Linked DNA regions of Ovis aries: region 2 is linked to region 1. Evidence: chromatin contacts called from public Hi-C data. All regions are on one chromosome and are shown on one strand. The core of a region is the stretch at or near the end of the contact, and the rest is flanking DNA. Distances in the headings are between cores, read along the strand shown.

Region 1 (3,544 bases), core at 699-3,198:
GGGGACCTGGGAGATATCTTGGTGCCAGACCTCATCTGGGGTCTTGTGGGAGCCAGCATCACCCTTCCCCCACAAACACCCCGGGGAGCCTGCATGCACGCCATCCACACACTTCCCTGCCCGGAACTACTTCCAGGCCTCTGAAATCCCTCAGGTCTCACGGAACCCAGCTCTGCTTTAGCTGTCCTGAGGGACCGGAATCAGGTGAGAGAAGCTGAGGAAAAGAAGGTGAGGAAGGAAGGAAACAGTTCCTGGTCTCCCGCAAGGCATTCTGAAGTGACCTTGAACAGGTCACTTCTCCCCTTGGACCTCAGCTTCCTTGTTTGCCAACCAGGACGTGTGGCCCATCCATCAACCACTTCAGGGCTGCTGTGAGGATCCAGTAAGACCAGGAATAAGGGAGGGAGTCCCTTGGACTGCAAGGAGATCAAACCAGTCAATCTTAAAGGAAATCAACCCTGAATATTCACTGGAAGGAATGATGTTGAAGCTAAAACTCCAATACTTTGGCCACCCAGTGTGAAGAGTCGACTCATTGGAAATACCCTGATGCTGGGAAAGATTGAAGGCAAAAGGAGAAGAGGGCTGCAGAGGATGAGATGGTTGGATGGCATCAGTGGCTCAATAGATATGATTTTGAGCAAACTCTGGCAGATAGTGAAGGACAGGGAAGCCTGGTGTGCTCTAGTCCACGGGGTCACAAAGAGTCAGACACGACTTACAAGAACAACTACAATCAGGGACCTGGGATAACAAAGGTGATCCAGGAGCTCTTGCTGTTTAGAGTTCTGGGACCCTCCTTTCTTCCCTTTTCATCCACTCATTCAGGCCTTCTTTCTTGGCCAAGCCCTGGGCCAGGCACTGGTGATAAATGAATCAGCCAGGGTACCACCCTCAGAAGTGTGCATGGTGGCAGGAGGGGCTAGGGGAGAACAGGGACGAATGTAGAAGAGTAAACTAACAATTGCCAATGATAACGAGACACTCAGGGGACTGTGGGAGAATCCAGAGACAGAACGCAGTCTGTGAGATACAAGGAAGGTGGAAGTGACCTTAGGTTAGGATTTGAAGAAGGAATGGGAGTTTGCCCTGGTGAAGAAGATGGGAAAGGACAGAGCCAACTTACAAAGCAAAGGCAAGGACGTGAGAAAGGGCCTCCCCGTCGTGGTCCAAGAAGAGCTTTCTAAAGATCCATGTGAAGACTGAAAAGCCTTCCTTCCTTGGAAGGAAGGGCCTGGAAGGAGCTGGCTGTGTTTGGAATACTCTGGGGAGACAACATTAGTAGGCGACAGAGAGGCTGGAATAAAAGGCCTTTCATGTTTTTCTAAAGTCTGAGATTCCAAGTTGACCCTGATTAAAAGGAGAACATAAGGTTATTTTCCCTCTGCACCCAAGAGGCAGTGTCATGTCTCTGGACTAAAGAAGTGTCTGGAGCCAAAGTCACAGGATTACCCAACTCCCAGTGGGATCTGTATCCCGCTGCAGCCAGCCTTCAACACGCACAGTCTCTCCTGCCCGGAGGGCCTTCATCTTCCCAGAATTGAGTTTTGGCTTCCCCTTCGCTTCTCCAAGGAGGGGCTGGGCGCTCCTGCCAGAGTGAGGACTTATGAAAGCAGAGGGGAAGGGCCCAGAAGGGCTCCAGCCAGCGGCCCAAGGTTGAGCTCCCAGCCAGCACCCTGACTAACCCCAGAGGACCCTCAGCAGAGATCCCAGAGATTCAGAACTGTCTCCTTCTGACACCCCATCACCAATTTCTCCCCTGTCCCCTGGAGGCTGGCATCCTCAAAACATGAGTATGGCTATCCCCATTAAACACAGTTCTCTTCTGCCAAGACTAGGAGCTTTTGGCTGCATTCTCTGCCCCCAATGACATTAGATGAGCAAACTGAATATCATCCTGGTTCCAAAATGATTCAGAGTGGGGAGGAGGAGGAATTGAGGGGTGTCTCCGGGAGACCAGAACTTTGTGATAACTCCAGAAAGAACAGACAAGGTCTGAGCTAGGGCTGAGGCCCAACGGAAGAGACTGTTGGGCGACTGGTGACTAATTGGATGGGGGGGTGGGGTGGGGGTGAGAGGCAGGGAGGGGATAGGATTGATTCCAGAGTTCTGGCTTGGCTGACAAGCTGGTGGAGGAAACAGAAGGAAAAACCAAGGGAGAGGGATGCATAGTGAGTTATTAATAATAAGATATGCCCATCATCTCTTTTAAAAATTTATTTTTTGCCCAGTAGGAAAAACACTGTAAATAACTTAGATGTCAATAGAGAGGAAGTTAAATAAACTGTTATATCCATACTAAGCAATATTATGAAATATGAAATATGAGGAAATAGTCACAATAATTTATGCTTTGGAAGGGAGTCATAAAAAAGTGTTACAGAGTAATTCTGTTTTTGTAAAAATACTGTTAGTGTTTATGTATGAATTTTTTTAAAAATTGAAATAGTAAACATCAAAATATTAAAAACAATTATCTCTTAATGATGAGTCACAGGGGATTTTTACCATCTTTATGTATTTCCCTCATTCCTTCTCTAGGAACAAAATCAAAGGTTACTAATCCATGTCCTCTCTATAAAGATACAGAGTCTGAACTGACGGTCCCTTAGAGCCATGCCAAAGGGTCTGAAGGTGCTTCTGCCCCGCACCCTGCGTGTTTTGTCACATGGAAAAGCAACTCCTGGGGCCCAGGCAGCAGCTGGGCGGCTACTTCTCTGGGTTGTGAATGGTGCAATCCTTCTGGAGTTTAGACCCTAGTCTAGGTGGGACAGAAGCCACTAATGAATTGCATCAGGATCTCTGGCTTAAGAGGGCGCTGGGGGTGTTCCTTCCAAGTGGATGAGGAGGACAGGGGTAAGATGCTGTTGGGCTGGGCCACAAGTTCATGACAGACATGAAGAAAACCACACTGAATGAATTGATGAAGGGGCGAGAGCAACTTTGTGAATCTTTTGGATACATTGGGAATTCTTTTTATCAATTGATGAGTGAATTAAACAGAATTATAAAGAGATTAAATCACCAAATACAAGTCACTATATGTTAGCTGCCCCAGATTAGTAGAGCTCAGTGCTAGTAAAATCTAAAGGGTGAGAGACACCCCTGAGCCCTCAAGATCCCCCTGAGTTCTGGAGTGAGAAGGCCTGTTCTTCTCTAATGGTGGGGCCCAGCCCACATGGGGTTCAGTTTCATTCCGCTAAGTGCAGAGAAGCGGGTGTAATCAGGGGCGGGGGGTGTCTCACTAGCTGTGTCTTGTCATGCCCCGGAGCTCACTAATCTCTCACTATTCCCCCCAGATTTCTACATGCCCAGGATGTCCTTGGATACTTGGCTGAAATTGGCAAAAAGCCCCTGACCTTTTTCTAGTAAAAGCATTATCAATGTTCTCTGATTAGAATGACAGCCCATTGTGTTTTTCTTCCTTTCCTGAAAACCTATTCATGGAGGAGCATGAGGATTTCAGAGTTGGTGATGACCTTGACAGCTTCTCCGACCACCCTGCCTGGGGAGGCCTCAGGCATTCAGTGGTATTTCCTGTGAG
Region 2 (3,535 bases), core at 919-3,418, 85 kb after region 1:
AGAACCCACCTGCCAACACAAGAGACGTAAGAGACACAGTTTTGATCCTTGGGCCGGGAAGATTCCCCTGGAGGAGGACACGGCAACCCACTCTAGTATTCATACTTGGAGAATCCCATGGACAGAGCAGCCTGGTGGGCTATATATAGTCTACAGCGTCACAAAGAGTCAGAGAGACTGAAGCAATTTAGTATGCACTCACGGTGGCTTAGTGGTAAAGAATCTGCTTGCAATGCAGGGGACATGGGTTCAATCCCTGATTTTGGAGAGCCCCTGCAGAAGGAAATGGCAACCCACTCGAGTGTTTTTGTTTGGGAAATCCCATGGACAGAGGAGTATAGTGGGTGACAGTCCATGGGGTCACAGGAGTTGAGCACAACTTGCCGACTAAACTACCACCAGTGCTCCTTTTGCTATTCTTTCCCACCCTGCTACCTCTGTCTTGTTAGGCAAGAGTTTACCTGAGTTATAATTGATAGGAGCTCCCCAGTTCTCTCATGTCTTTACCCCTTTGTTTTTGGCCTTTCTTCCCAAATCTAAAATGTACTTCTTGAATTTAATGTGATTATTTCCATTTTTACGATATGTAATTTTAAAATATTTTTGTTACAACTTAAATGCAGTAAAGTGAAAGTGTAACTGAGATGTTTTTAAAAAATAATGTGAAAAAATGGTTTTCATAAATTAAATAATGTTTTGAAGCTATTGTATGTGCTGCAGAGAAAATAAGGTGCTTCTTGTATTGATAATGATAAATACTTACCTTTCCTTCTTTCAAGACAGGTCAAGTGCTACCTCCTTACTGAAGCCCTTCTTGGGTTCCCTCTGTATACTGTTTGTGCTGTTTCATCCTGCCATTCACCGTTACTGGTTGCTTATCTGTTTGTCTTTCCTACTAAATTGTGTGTGTGTGTGTGTATATGTATGTATGTATGTGTATATATATATATATATATATATATATATATATATACACACACACATACATTTTCTCAGGACAGGAACCAGCGTTGTTAACCTTTCTTCCTATCTCCTGATTCAGTGCTTTGCCCATAAAAAATTCTTAGTGAATGTCTGTCAAATTGAACTTGCTTTGTGTTTATCACTTTTTAAAGTAAGACAGACCTGTATTGGTTTTTTGTTTTTATTCTGATATTTGTCTTAATTAAAAGCTGCTAAGGAGGGACTTCTGGTGCTTCAGTGGTTAAGACTTCGCCTTCCAATGCAGGAGGTACAGGTTCTATCCCTGGTCAGGGAGCTAAGATCCCATATACCTTGTGGCCAAAAAACCAAAACATAAAACAGAAGCAGTACTGTAACAAATTTAGCAAAGACTTTAAAAAAAAATAGCTGCTAAGGAGCACCTGTAACACACACACACACACACACACACACACACACACACACATATACATATATGTATATTTTAAACTTGGTGAATCAGAGTACTCAACTTTCCTTGTCTGGATTGGAAGACAGACTTTCTCCCTTGTGACAACTGTTCTGGAGCTGATTTAAGTACTAAGACAATTCCTGGGCAGCACTTAATTTTTAGCACAGCAAGATTGTAGAAGATCCCAGATAATGTTCCATGGATATTTCTCATATCAGAAATAATCTTTATAATGTGTTATTTGGTTGTATTTATTTTCATTATTTTAATTATTTAAATAGTATTTTCCTGTGTTTTATAGGTCAAGAAACTAAGACTTAAGCATAAATAAATTGCCAAGTTCACACAGAAAGTGGTAATAAGTATGTACAGAATGTTGCCTTCTATAATTGAGATTAAATGAGTTGATCTCCCCTTTCCCAGCTCCAAAGACTCTGAAGCTCTGAGAGTCTTTAGTATTATTTGAACACTTGGATAGGCAGTAAAATATTTGACAAAATGAACTTGCTTTGAGGAAGGTACCAGGTTGCTTTCAGGCTCAAACCGGTAACTGATTTCATCTAGCTCATTTGCTGACTGCTTGGGAGGGCTCCTTGGCAGTGGCAGTGAAGCAGTATAGATCACTTTTTCAGCTTCACCAGGTTTTAATGGTTCTATTTTTTCACCCTTAGCTCTGGGTGGTGGTTATACAATTGTAAATAAAGCTGAGCTCTAAATTGTCTACTCTTTTGTCCCAGGACTCATGTATTTTGCCCAGTTGAGGAGCCGTTTTAAGACTGCTGAGCACACTGCAGGCTCCACCTGCGGTCATGCTGAAGCTACTGCATCTTTGTTCAGCATTATTTCAAACTTAACTCTTTGGCACATTTCCTGTTTCCCCTGACCTTCTTTCTTATGCTTTAGATACTTGAGTTTTCTTATCATTTGCTAAAAGATGACTTTACCGATTAATAAATTTTGAAATTACTGAAATGTTGTCAGCCTCACCCATAATTTGTATTGAGAGGAGAATTCAAAGATACTGTGTTTCAGAGTATAAAAATACCATAGTTTTAGAGTTTAAAAAATCCCTTTTGTCCATATCCAAACAGGATTTCCTCTAGAAAAAAAAGATTTTTCTTACTTTAATGTTTTAGTACACTATTGTGTGGTATATGAATGAATCTCTAGTTTTATTTCTGGGGGGAAAAACCCTGTGTTTTAATTGAATTTTCTGAAAGCAGCTCAAGCTCAATTAAACTCTTAGTAGAAGAAATTTAGTCTTTATTTTCTATCATTTATTTATATTATTAATATTTTAATTTTAAATTATAAAAACAAGATAACCACATTGTAGAAAAAAAAAAACCCATTGCTTTACTATCTTAAAACTCTCTTACTTTGGTGCTTGGGGAACCATCACCAAGCATAGTTTGGCCCAGCAATAATAAACATATGTTTCGGTAAAAACATAGTTTTATAATTGTTATCAATAATAATTATCAGTATATTACCTCTTAGATCTAAATTCATCATTCATTGCTTGCTCTGTGGAAATGGACCTGTGCTGTTTAAATTTGTTTCCTTTGCCGACTAGCCAGATGTTAAATTTTGTCAGTAGAGGGCGCTGGAGAGATATTGCTAGAGGACGAGTTGCCCTTCCTGGTTCTGGTGTGCTGGCTTGGTGGCTTCTTAAGTGCCTGACCCTTGCAGTGTAAGTGTTCATCCATGCAGTGCCCAGATCCTGAAGCTTCCGTGGCTTCTCCAGTGCCAGCTCATTCACTACTGCAGTCAGCAGCTCCAGTGGCCATTAGCTTCCCACTCCAGGTGATCACTTTTCCCTGGCATCCTAGAGGGCAGATTAAGGACAAGTTCCGAAGGGTGTTTGATATTTACTCTTGCCATCTCCTGTTTGACCATTTCCAATTTACCTTGATTCATGGCCCTAACATTCCAGTTTCCTATGCAAAATTCAGACTTAAATTGAGGAAAGGAGGGAAAACCACTAGACCATTTAGGTGTGACCTAAATCAAATCCCTTACTATTATACAGTAGAAGTGACAGAATCAGGGGATTAGATCTGATAGACAAAGTGCCTGAAGAACTATGGATAGAGGTTCCTAACATTGTATAGGAGGTTGTGATCAGAACCATCCCCAAGA

Evidence for each region. A called contact is a pair of places that touch in the nucleus more often than the background predicts.
Region 2: a contact with region 1 is called in a Hi-C map of liver, with 4 times the contacts expected there. The contact joins two enhancer-like sites. A contact is called at or near these places in 9 of 16 Hi-C or Micro-C datasets (hypothalamus, liver, mesenteric adipose tissue and 4 more).

What each region holds. Positions count from the first base shown.
Region 1 is chr15:54,977,428-54,980,971 of ARS-UI_Ramb_v3.0, forward strand. No RefSeq gene overlaps it. Among named protein-coding and RNA genes, the nearest start is that of TSKU, 30 kb to the left of the region's middle. Within about 2 kb of position 1,949, at least 9 of the 54 cell types and tissues checked have an H3K27ac peak or open chromatin away from gene starts, as enhancers often do.
Region 2 is chr15:55,062,578-55,066,112 of ARS-UI_Ramb_v3.0, forward strand. The region is part of intron 1 of ACER3 (alkaline ceramidase 3); the gene reads left to right. Among named protein-coding and RNA genes, the nearest start is that of ACER3, 48 kb to the left of the region's middle. Within about 2 kb of position 2,169, at least 9 of the 54 cell types and tissues checked have an H3K27ac peak or open chromatin away from gene starts, as enhancers often do.